Linked DNA regions of Zea mays: region 2 is linked to region 1. Evidence: chromatin contacts called from public Hi-C data. All regions are on one chromosome and are shown on one strand. The core of a region is the stretch at or near the end of the contact, and the rest is flanking DNA. Distances in the headings are between cores, read along the strand shown.

Evidence for each region. Hi-C and Micro-C count contacts between places; a contact is called where the count stands out from the background.
Region 2: a Hi-C map of leaf shows a contact between it and region 1, with 4 times the contacts expected there. The contact joins the promoter of LOC100278146 here to the promoter of LOC100383334 in region 1. A contact is called at or near these places in 2 of 25 Hi-C or Micro-C datasets (leaf and leaf mesophyll).

The regions. Positions count from the first base shown.
Region 1 is chr2:175,654,620-175,660,282 of Zm-B73-REFERENCE-NAM-5.0, forward strand. LOC100383334 (UDP-Glycosyltransferase superfamily protein) reads right to left here and starts at 2,489. Exons shown (of 10, transcript NM_001175992.1): 1 at 2,278-2,489; 2 at 1,169-1,303; 3 at 740-877; 4 at 305-559; 5 at 1-28. The coding sequence starts at 1,291.
Region 2 is chr2:176,194,457-176,200,119 of Zm-B73-REFERENCE-NAM-5.0, forward strand. LOC100278146 (Protein SMG7) reads left to right here and starts at 2,680. Exons shown (of 8, transcript XM_008671874.4): 1 at 2,680-2,974; 2 at 3,315-3,419; 3 at 3,798-4,391; 4 at 4,475-4,597; 5 at 5,609-5,663. The coding sequence starts at 3,342.

The DNA of each region.
Region 1 (5,663 bases), core at 1,239-3,738:
GACCATCACCACCAACAATAAAGCGAACCTGGCAAGTCCATGGAGTCGTGAATCGGCAACACACAACCAACTAACTAAATCCAAAACAGTACATACAGCAAGAAAATAATGGTGCAAGATAACTTCATGAAAACAGCCAAAACTCTACTGTCCAATAAAAATGTACTGTCATAGACTTTGTTCCGATTAAAACATTTTGTGATCAAGTTTGTTATATGCTGCATAACGAAGGTTTTCCCTTAGTGTGTACATACATAATTCACCTGGGTTATTTGACTTAAATTGTGATGTAGCTCAAGCTCACCTTTGGAAATAGCCGACACACTTCTGGAATGACTTCAACAAGAAGGTCGGCGCCTTTTCGGTATACTAATCTACTGACCACAACAATAACTATTTCATCACAGTTTAAGCGCTTGGGAGAGGGAGTAAACATTGCAGTGTCAACTGCATTAGGAACCATGAAAACCTTCTCTGGAGATATCCCAGACCTCAAGACAGTGTTCTCTTTGCTTGTATGTGAGACACATATTGCCTGATCAATATCTGCAAGAGTAAACTGCAGCACCTTATTCATGTGAATGCTTCCAGCATCAGCAAAACCATAAAGTGAGTGATCTGTGAAGACAACTTTGTACCCCATTGTCCTAGCATGCATTAATGCTTCATGACACAGTGTTGAAAAAGCTTGATGTCCATGCACGACAGAAATCTTCTCTCGAATAATAATTGTCCTTACAATTGGAAACGTCAAGAATAGTGTAGGAAGTGTATTCTGCATCAGGAATGGCCTCCATGGTACATAATAGACCTTTAAACCATTTGTGACATATCGTACTCCAGATCTGTTTCCATATGCATGTGTCATGACAACAACCTAGGGAAAACACATAAATTTTGTTCAAAACATTGCTCAAAATCTGGCAGCTCACAGTTAATGATCTACTATGCATGTCCATGTCGTCCAGTCCGACAGCATCTCAGTATACATGCAAGATCCTAAAAGTCTAGTATAACACAGATAAGGGTAAAGAATCTGATGAAATTAGCAGATTGGAGATAAAAAATAATCATTAGTTTATTGGATGAATATTTGTTAAGAGCATCTAACATCCTAAAAAATCGGCAAGCAAACAGAAAGCTATATAGTTTATGAGGAAAATAGGACCTTATGGCCAAGCTTAAGTAGACATTGTGACAGGTAGTAGATATGGCTTTCCACCCCACCAAAGTTTGGAAAGAAAAAGTCAGACACCATCAAAATCCTGTGCTTTGTGCCTTGCCCATCCATTACGTTAGATAACTGAAAATCCAAAACAAAAAAAAAAGAAATTAAGCATAGCATGATGCAAGACTGCTGGTTTTAAAAAGGGGAAAAGACAGAGCAAAGCAACATAATGCACCACATATTAAACCTACATCAGTAAAATGGCCTAATAACTTACAATGCCAACAACAATATGAAAGAGACTACAAGTAGGCATTACCTCATGATGAGGATTCAACCATAAAAAGACCAAACAAGAATTGCACATAAGGCTAAAGCCATTTTTCATTCACCCAGCTACCAAAGTCCTCTATTTATATCTTCTGTTTTGCTACCAATGTGTTTAGTTTCATTCAAACCTGAGGAAACGAAAAGGTCTACCCCACCAGTTTTAGCAACCTCAAATAAAGTGCATTTGCTAACACGAATATCATGTGGTGTTACTTGCTAAAAGGAAATCTCAGAGTTAGTTCACTTCTTGATCAAGCTGCTAGTTTCCAATAAACTGGCTTCCTTTAGACATAGCTTTACCCATAACTCAAGGTAACCTGTTTGAGAACATGGCTTTTATTGCACTAGCTAGCATACCATAGTTGAATTCGAGTGACTTTCATTCTCTTGTTTTTGTCTGATTTCTTCTATGTGATTCAACAATTATTTTGTGGAAATTTGCTTCATGCCTTTGCAGTGCCCACCGATTCATACATTCTGGTTATCGTTTATGCTACCCCTTTTATGATGCAGTGTAGTGCAAACAGTGAAAATGTAGAGCATCCCCAAAAGAGTAAGAACACCACCACCCATAACAAATAAGATAAAACTACCATTCGGGGGTTTGGGGGCTCCAATAGAACCCCAATCCCATATCATGGCGAAGGGATTCCTTTTCCTGACCCCCAAAACCAGCAGCCCAACCCAACGAAAGGGAAACCCTCCTCCAATCCGCAAGTAAACGGGCGTCAGAGGCCTCTCTTGGACAGAGAAGATAGAGAGGAAGGCCGAGCGCTCACCGGATTCGACGAGTAGGTCGGCACAGGCGGCTGCCAGATCGAGCATCCGACGGCGCAAATCGACACCAGCAAACTCAGCGTCGGAAGGCGACAAGGAGCGGATGGTTGGGTTGGGGTGTGGGGGCGAGCGGCGCTGTGCAGGTGGAGTGGAGGAGGGGCGCGGCGTCGGTGCTCATTGACGATGACGAGGGCACCACTGGCCGCGTGCCTCGACTTGGCAATGGCGCACGGGACGGCGGGGCCACGACCACGACCACAAGGAGGAAGCTGACGGATAACATGGCGCACGTGCGGGATGGATTTAAATAACCTATTGGAAAAGTAAGAGAAAATTAGAGGGTGTTTGAATGTACTAAAGCTAATAATTAGTTGACTAAAAATACTAGTGAAATTAGCTAGGTAACAAATAGCTAGCTAACTATTAACTAATTTACTAAAAATAGTTAATAATTAGGATGTTTGCATGTCTCCAGTTAATTTTAACCACTAACTATTATCTCTAGTTCATTCAAACATTCCCTAAACTAAAGATAGTTTCATAGGTTCTGGAATTTTGTTACCATGAATACATCAAGTTGTTTAGAACATGATGAACCCTTTGCCGGCTTACCGAGCGACGGCGAAGACCGGGAGGCGGGATGGAGCTTCGAGCCCGAGTCAGCGCCGAAGATGGCGGCGGCAGATGGCTCCTGCTCCCAGTGAACTGGTGAAGTGGAGGTAGGCGGAGGTGCGGCACACCAAGGTGCCGCCGGTGCTCGGTGTGGACGCGACGCAAAGGCCCAAGACCGGGAGCGCCGGAGCGAGTAGCGGGCGTGGTGCGGAGGCTCGAGGCTAGGAGCACGGAGCGATGGAGACGGGAAGAAGCAGCGGAGCGGGGAGCCTGCGAGGGCGCGCCGTAGAGATGGGGACGCGCGGCTAGGATTGCTCATAACCCGTTGGCCCGTTGGGATAGTCAGACTAAGATAGTTGGGTCGCTGGGCTATCGAAGCCCGGGCATGCCAAGCGGGGCCTAGGCTCCGCCCATGATGATGACTGACTAGACAGATACCGAGCGACTAAGAGAGGGTCGATCAGGTCAATCCATGTATAGTGTGTGATCAAATATTTTAATATCAATTATGAGTATTAAATATATGTTTAATTATGATTAATAAATTCGTCTTCTCTTTTAGTCTCTATCTATATAATTAGTTTTATAATTAAACTATGTTTAATAATCATAATTATCTGATAGTTCATTATTTTACTTATAGTAGTTAGTTGTCCGTCCATTGCTACAGTTTCTATATATATTATATAGGTAGACTTTGTTTAAATGAGATATTTATTCAAACATGATTGTATTTTTAATTTTTAATTATTAGTATATATTTTTAAATATCAGTCATTTGAATAATTTTTAATTATTGGTATAGGATGAACTCTAGCTTTTAAAGGTTTTTGGTATTTCTGCGCAAGTGAGAGGGGAGAGAGATGGGAGGATGCAAGAGAAACTCCGACTTTATATTAGTAGAGATAGAGAATTTTTATTTTCATCTATAATTTTATTTGCTTTGATCCTACACAACAGGTTTTTAAATTTTATCAGGGCCTCCATAGAGCTTATATAACTTACACCAAATTTCATTTCCTTCGGTTAAAGTTAACATTTGATTAAAATATCTATAGTAAAAGATTCAACAAACAATTGCTAACTCTTTTACAATCTAAATTTTTAGAATTCTTATTTTATCTTATCATGAGTGACTCCCTAAACATCTAAATCAATTGTTTCTATATAGGAAGGCATGGACCATGGTAGCACTTCAATATGAAAAAATTAACGTCGTCAAAATGTGGAGGTCTCTCAGAGAGAAACACACTCGTGTGTCCCAACCGCTCTAGATAACATCGACTTAACGGTGGCGAAGTTAAATGTCTAAATTAGACCAATTGACTCTAATGCTACTTAAAGAGACTGTGAGGGACAATTGTTCCGTCTTCCGCAACAATAGTAGGTTCCTGGACATGAAGCTCCTGGCGATTCCCCGGAAGTGAGCATGTCTGGGTTTTTGCCTCCAGTTGTCGATGACGAGGATGATTCGGATCTGTCCCAGCAGAGGTGGAGGCTTTTTGGACATCATTCGGTTTCTTCGGCCCGTTCCTCGGTGCTTTCGAGGCTTGGGCCGCAGGTCTCTTCTTCGGCGGCTGCTGGATCGGTTGATGTCGCAACACTTCAGATTGTGTCAGCTGTTGAGTTGGCTGTGCCTGGGTCTGCTGAACCAGCGAATGATGTTTTTCTCTCAAGAGTTTCGGTTGATGAGTTGATAGTGCCTGGGTCTGCTGTACCAGTGGATGCTCTCCCAAGTGTTTCGGTTGATGAGTTGGCAGTGCCGGGGTCTGTTGTACCAGTGGATGCTGTTTTTCTCCCAAGTGCTTCGGTTGATGAGTTGACAGCGCCTGGGTCTGCTGAACCAGTTGATGCTGCAACTCTCCCAAATGTCTTGGATGCTTCGGTGGTAGAGTTGCTGGCGCCTGGGTCTGCTGTACCAGTTGATGTCGTAACTCTCCCGAGTGCCCCGGCTGCTGCTGTTGATTCCAATTTTTGCCCTACAGTCTTGGGGGGTGCTGTTGTCAACATTGCGGATCCCTATGGTCCTTCCCTAAATCTGCATGGGAGGGCTGGGCCTTTGCTGAATTGCTGGTTGAGTGCCAAGCCATTGTGTTTCAAGGTCTACTCCAGAAGGCAGAAGACATTGACGGTTGAAAATTTGGTGCTGTCACCCCAATTGCAGGATATCAGAAATGATATTATTTTGCCAGCGGCTCAGCTGTTGCCTAATCCTCCTCTCAGCGTTAAGCGCAGAAAGTCGTTGCCAAGCAATTTCAGGCCTCGGCGTAGCAGAAGGGTTGCAAAGTTTCCCCCTGAGTTGGGTTCTGAATCTGCTGCTAAAGTTTGCAGACTTTTGGGTTTCTGCGATGATCAGGAAAATATTTCTTTCCAAGATGCCAGGAAGTATGCTAGGTTGTTTGATGCTGCCCTGTCCAGTGATCATGTTGCTGCCCTGGCGGCCCTGTTTGGCTGGGAGGTGCCCCCCTGGGGTGCAGGCCTGAGCTGGTTTTGTCCCCGTGTTGGTAGATGGCTTTAGTTTCTCCATGGAGCCTGGATGTTTTTTGGTTTGGAATGTTAGGGGCCTCAACAGTCGTGCTAAGAGAGACTCTGTAAAGTCGTTGGTTGTAAGCCTCAGACTTGTTGTTGTATGTCTTCAAGAAACCAAAATGGTCTCCATCTTAGACTTCAACATTCTTTCTATTCTTGGGTCTGGATTCAGTAATTTTGTTTTTAGTCCTGCCCATGGGTCCAGAGGAGGTATTTTAGTTGCTTGGCGTGATGGTTCCTTTGTTTC
Region 2 (5,663 bases), core at 1,430-3,929, 540 kb after region 1:
ACTCCTTCTATTCCAAAGACAAAAACATGGCACCGAGTGCTTCTAAAGTGATAATATTTTTTTTCTGATATCATTGGATGTAACATGAAATTTATTTTGGCCGTGTGGTACGACGGGGAGCTGTGGTACGACTCTCTCTCTTGTTTTTTTTCTTCTAAATTTGGCCGTGTGCTTCTACTTGATGTGGAGAAGTGTGTTCTAGACCTTTATTCTACCCTAACTGTGCTCAAGGTTGCCTGCTGTCGAGTATGTTTTTATGTTATCGAGTGGAGTATGTTTATAGCTGTCTTACTATTAACCATTTGCCTGATTTGTTTGCGGAAGAGCCTTTGGGCTGCTTGCAATTGTTTCTTCATCTAATCGGTGATATAACTGAATGGTTCAGTTCATGGCAATCTGGAAACATAGAAACATAAGGAAACCGTTGCAGCTAATCCTTTGTGAGGCCTCACCACAGCTTATAGGTACACAGCCGAGTTCCTCTCTAGCTTTCAAGAACGAAAAGTAGTGTATGACACCAACCTGTCAAAATTAGAAAGCAACGGCAGATGTATTTATTTACAGATCCTTGCATATTGGCATTCGTACCCTAACCTTTGTTCAACATCAAACAAAAATATTATTTGCAAGTCTGTTGTCCTAACCAAATGTTGTTGAGTAGAGAGATTCCTTGAAAAGAAACACTTTTTAAACTAGCAATAAAATTGACATGACTGGTCCACTTATATCTTACCATTATATTCATATTTCAAAACTATACTAGGGTAGGTAAACTGCCAACACAAGAGCAAACATGAACCTGCGTAGTGTACTCGTGACAAGAATAATTTTGTTTGCATGCATTTTCGAATCAATAGAATATACAAGGTTTGTAATTATTCATAAATTTTGATTATTGCCAGTTGCATCCGATTTTTTTGTTATAGCTGAATGAATTGTTTCATGTTTGGGCTCTATGCAGGGTCCAAACCCTCCTTTAACTTCAGTTGAGCTGGGCCACATTGACTCTAGAAGGGAAGAAAAGTGTTGGTTCATAACTACGATGCTCGATTGGGATTAGGGACATCTAGAGATTGTCAGGGGTCGACCTAAGCTAAGGGAAGATTCCTAAATCTGCCCATGAAGTGTCGTTGTCCACTTGCTTTGTTTACTTGTTGTACTGTGTTTGCTGCTTGCATGGAGTGGGGAGTGTTTTGCTATTTTTGAGCTAGAGGTCTTGCAATTAGGGGTGGTAAGGATCACACAAAGAATCATGGTCTGCAGGTAACAAACCATCTTGTTGTTTGTTAAGATGAAAACCAAATAGAGTTGGTCTATTGATCAAGATATTTATGTTATTTGTGAGCTTCAATGTATTCATTTACTAAGATAGGAAACAACTAAATTATTGCACGGTATAGCCATATGGTGAACATGTAGGGTGCATGTGATATTCCTTTACTTCCTGTTCTTTTTTTACAGACTGATGAAGGAAGTTTGTAAGTTATGATAACCTTTTTCTATAGTTTATTTTTTACGGTATCTCATGACTGGATTCAATCTTGATATCGCAGGATGCGAGGAAGGACATTCTTTTCCTTGATTCCCCCATCTTTTGCAACTCCAGCTGAAGCGCTCTGAATACGATTATATGAGAGATACCACGATTAAGATTTGTTCTTATAACTTTCACTTTGTTCAATTAGTTGTATTGTTCATGTACTTTAGGGGACGCTTGATGTGTGCAGTAATTACAATCAGTCTAAATAAAAAAATTAACACTTACTTTTTTGTTGATATTGTCATGTTTATTAATACTTGCTTGCCAGATTAATGATTGCACTGAGTTCACGCTGTAATTTGATCTGGATAGAGATGGTGGCAAATACATTGCTCCAAATGCAGATCGAAGTACACGAAACCTTCACATTCTTCACATAGAATGGCTTTTACCATGTACTTTGCATCTTTCTATAGCTTCAAAATGATAAATAAATGCATCTTTCTATAGCTTCAAAATGAACAAATTTATTTACCGTCCGCAACGTGTCCTTTTTTCATGAACACTATGATATGTTCTTTTGTTATAGCTTTTTAGAGTTTTGAGACAATGTGCAAAAATAGAAATGATTTTTCCATGGCATATAAACACACCTAACATGTATGTATTGGGCTATGACATTTAGATTTGTAATTTGTGAGAATTTATGAGCCGTCGCAACGCACGGGTACCTAACTAGTAAGGAGGAAGAATGGGAAGGAGGAAGATAGAGAGGGAAGAGGAGGTAGGAGGACAGGATTGTATTCTCATTTTTTTATACCCCTCACAAGAGGCACAAACACAACTACACGGCCCACGGCCACAGCCACACAGCTACTGGGCTCACTTCCACTCTAGGCCGCTCACTCTACAGTTGGCGCGACACACACGCCCACTCGGCGCCACTGTGGCTGCTCCTGTGCCACGTCCAACAACAACTCTTCCTGGGGCTCTGGTGAAGTAGCAGATGGAGTAACAAGCTGGCCGGGCTGAGGGCGTGGCGCGTGCGTGGAGCTGGCTATTCTACGCCGAATCGAACAGCCAGCCGAGCAATGAGCTATGAACCCGGTCCACAGAACTGTCCATGCAATCTTGCATTGTAATCCCTAGGGGTCTAGAACCAGGAGGGGCAGCGTCGTCATTTCACGTCTACGTGCTGATTGGGCTTCGGCGTGACGGGCGCGGCGTGCAAAAAAATGGCCAACCATTAGTTCAAACTCCTCTCTATAAAGACAGTCATAAAAGTAATAATCAGAGTTGATGTTTTTTTATAATGACAAAAAGTTAAATTTCTCCGTCGCCGAGGGAGTCCAATCCCAACACGGCGACGACGACAAACAAACAAGGAAATCGCCTCCTCCTCCTCCTCCTCCTCTTCCTCTTTCCCTCGCTCTGCCATCTGCCCCCAAATTCCCCTCCCCACTCGCTCGCGTCGCGATAGCAAGCAACGCGCAGGTACGAATTCCTCCCCAGAACTCGCGATTTCCTTGGATTCGTCCTCCTCTTGGACCCGATCGCGAGTTTTCCCGGTGCGGAACCGTGGATTTTGAGCCGAGATTTCGCGGTCACCCGCCTCGGGTTGACCGGGATTTGAGGAGATCCGCGGATTTGTTGCTGGTCGCCGGGGATCGTAGCCGGGCGCGTAGATTCATCCTTCTACGCGTCTAGGAGGGGGATTAGGGTTTCGTTTGCTCGGGTCGGGACTCGGATACTCGCTTTCGAGATTGGATTGGTACTTTTCTGGCGCGATGTTTGCTTTTCGTCGGTGACTCATGGGCTCGTAATTTGGCTGCAGGTGCTGAAACTCGTGTACTGTTGATGGATGATGACTGTTCCCATGGATAGTGCTAGCGCAGCCCCATCCTCCACGCGGGACCTTGCCGAGCGTCTCCTTACTAGGGTAAAGGCTATTAGTTCCTCTTGTTCCTTAGGATGTTATACTACTGGTCGACACTATGGGTTTTTGATCCATAGTTTCCGCTATGCCCCTGGCCTTTTCACGTTTTTTTGGATGCCTGGCGCTGCTTGTTTTATGTTAATCGTCGGGTACTGTGGATTCTGGAGCAGTTGGGATAGTTTATATGTCTTTACATAGGCTAATTCGTTTACTTGATAAATTGCTTAAGAAAGAAGAATACCCTGAGCTAATTGTTCATCAGATATAAGTCAAGCTTTGCTAGTATTCTGGGTTCTCCCATGTGGCAAGGAAATGCAATTGATAATCATGTTTACGCAAAGCATAATGATAAAGTTGTGACATTGCAATGTTATTATGCAGAATAATGAACTTGAAGACCAGCTTCGTAAGTCCGCACAATCCAAAGTCCCATCAGATCCCAACATATGGCTTCAGATGCGTGACAACTTTGAGAAGATAATTCTCATAGATCACGACCTCTCTGAACAGAGAGATGTAGAGTATCTCCTATGGCAGTTGCATTACAAAAGAATTGAGGACTTCAGGAGGAACATTAGTGCAGCTAGCTCACTTGCATCTCAGAGTGGGAAGAGCAACACTAACCCAGATCGAGTCAAGAGAATTAAATCAGCCTTCAAAAGCTTCCTTTCAGAAGCAACTGGCTTCTATCATGACTTGATGTTAAAGATCAAATCAAATTGGGGCCTTCCACTCAATTACTTTCCAGACAGCCTTGACAATGCAAACAACTCTGTGCGAGATGACATGAAAACAGTTCAATTGAAGAAAGGTTTGATTTCATGCCATCGGTGTCTGATATATTTGGGAGATCTTGCTCGTTACAAGAGTTTGAATGGTGATGGTGATTCTGCTAGTCGTGAATACACAGCGGCTTCTAGTTACTACAAGGAGGCAGCTTCTATCTATCCTTCCAGTGGCAACCCTCATCATCAGGTTTTACCACATTACTATATTTGCTCACTCAATTATTTATTCTCTATTCCCACTCTTTTAATTATAGCTGATGCCATTTCCAGCTTGCTATACTAGCTTCTTACTCCGGCAACGAGGTGGTGGCTGTTTATAGGTACTTCCGAAGCTTAGCTGCAGACACTCCTTTTGCCACTGCACGGGACAACTTGATTATTCTTTTTGAAAAGGTATTGGTGCTATCTTCATTAGCTCATGTCTGACACCTTCAGTAAGATTGTATAGTTTGATATGAGATAAAAATTTTGCTTGAACCCTTATCTGCCAAACTTGTGTTCTTTGTCTGATGATATCTGAAGACCGGATGGATGAAAATCTGGTTGGATTTCTGTTTAGCATTTTAATTGTTCCTGTGCATCTGATGTGTGATATGTCTGATAACTCTTGGCACTTAGTCACTTTGAACAACCATATATACTGTAGGTGCCTTGTAATGGCACTAAAGTTGCAGGTTCATACATAGCAAATGTTTATTTTCTCCTTTGTCCTTCAGCTTTTACTGTGTATACAGCTGTTGTGTTCATAATACTTTAGCATGTAAACTAATGTTTATAATGTTAATTGATCTTGAGATGTTTCTTTGTTTAGTTCGTTCAGTCATACAGTAGTTTCTCTGATCGATAAGTTAGTATAACAAAGCACAGATAGTTTTTGAGACATCTATATTTATATGTTCTCAATTGTAATGTTAGTATTCAGGTTGATATCGATAGCCCGAGATATCACTTCTTTGTGGCTTATATAGGATTAATTGTTCATGATACCCTGGAGAAATCGATGCATTTGCTCTACGAGATGAACATATTTAGTCAATAGCTAATGGTAGTATGATTTCGAATATGTATTCCATATTCATGTGTCAATGTATTTCAGTCTCCTAGTACTATGTTGTCATAAAGAATGTTACATTTTGCTGTTTATCTGTTTGAATCCATGTACTTGACTCTTCTGTTCAACAGATGAGGTTGATTGCTAACCTTGATTATACTTTATAATTATTCGTTCATATAGTTGTCAATATTTGCTATTTTCTGTCATGTTAGTGTCGTACTCTCGAGTAACACACAATACTAACAGAGAAAATACTTTTTTATCAAAAAAAAACAGAAATGGTTTTGTCATGAAATAAATGATTTATTTCCCAGACTTGCGCTATTAAGCTTCTACAACTTCCTATGTAGAATCGCCAAAGCTATGGACAGCTGCCAGACAACAGCAAAGTTCCTAGCACTAAGA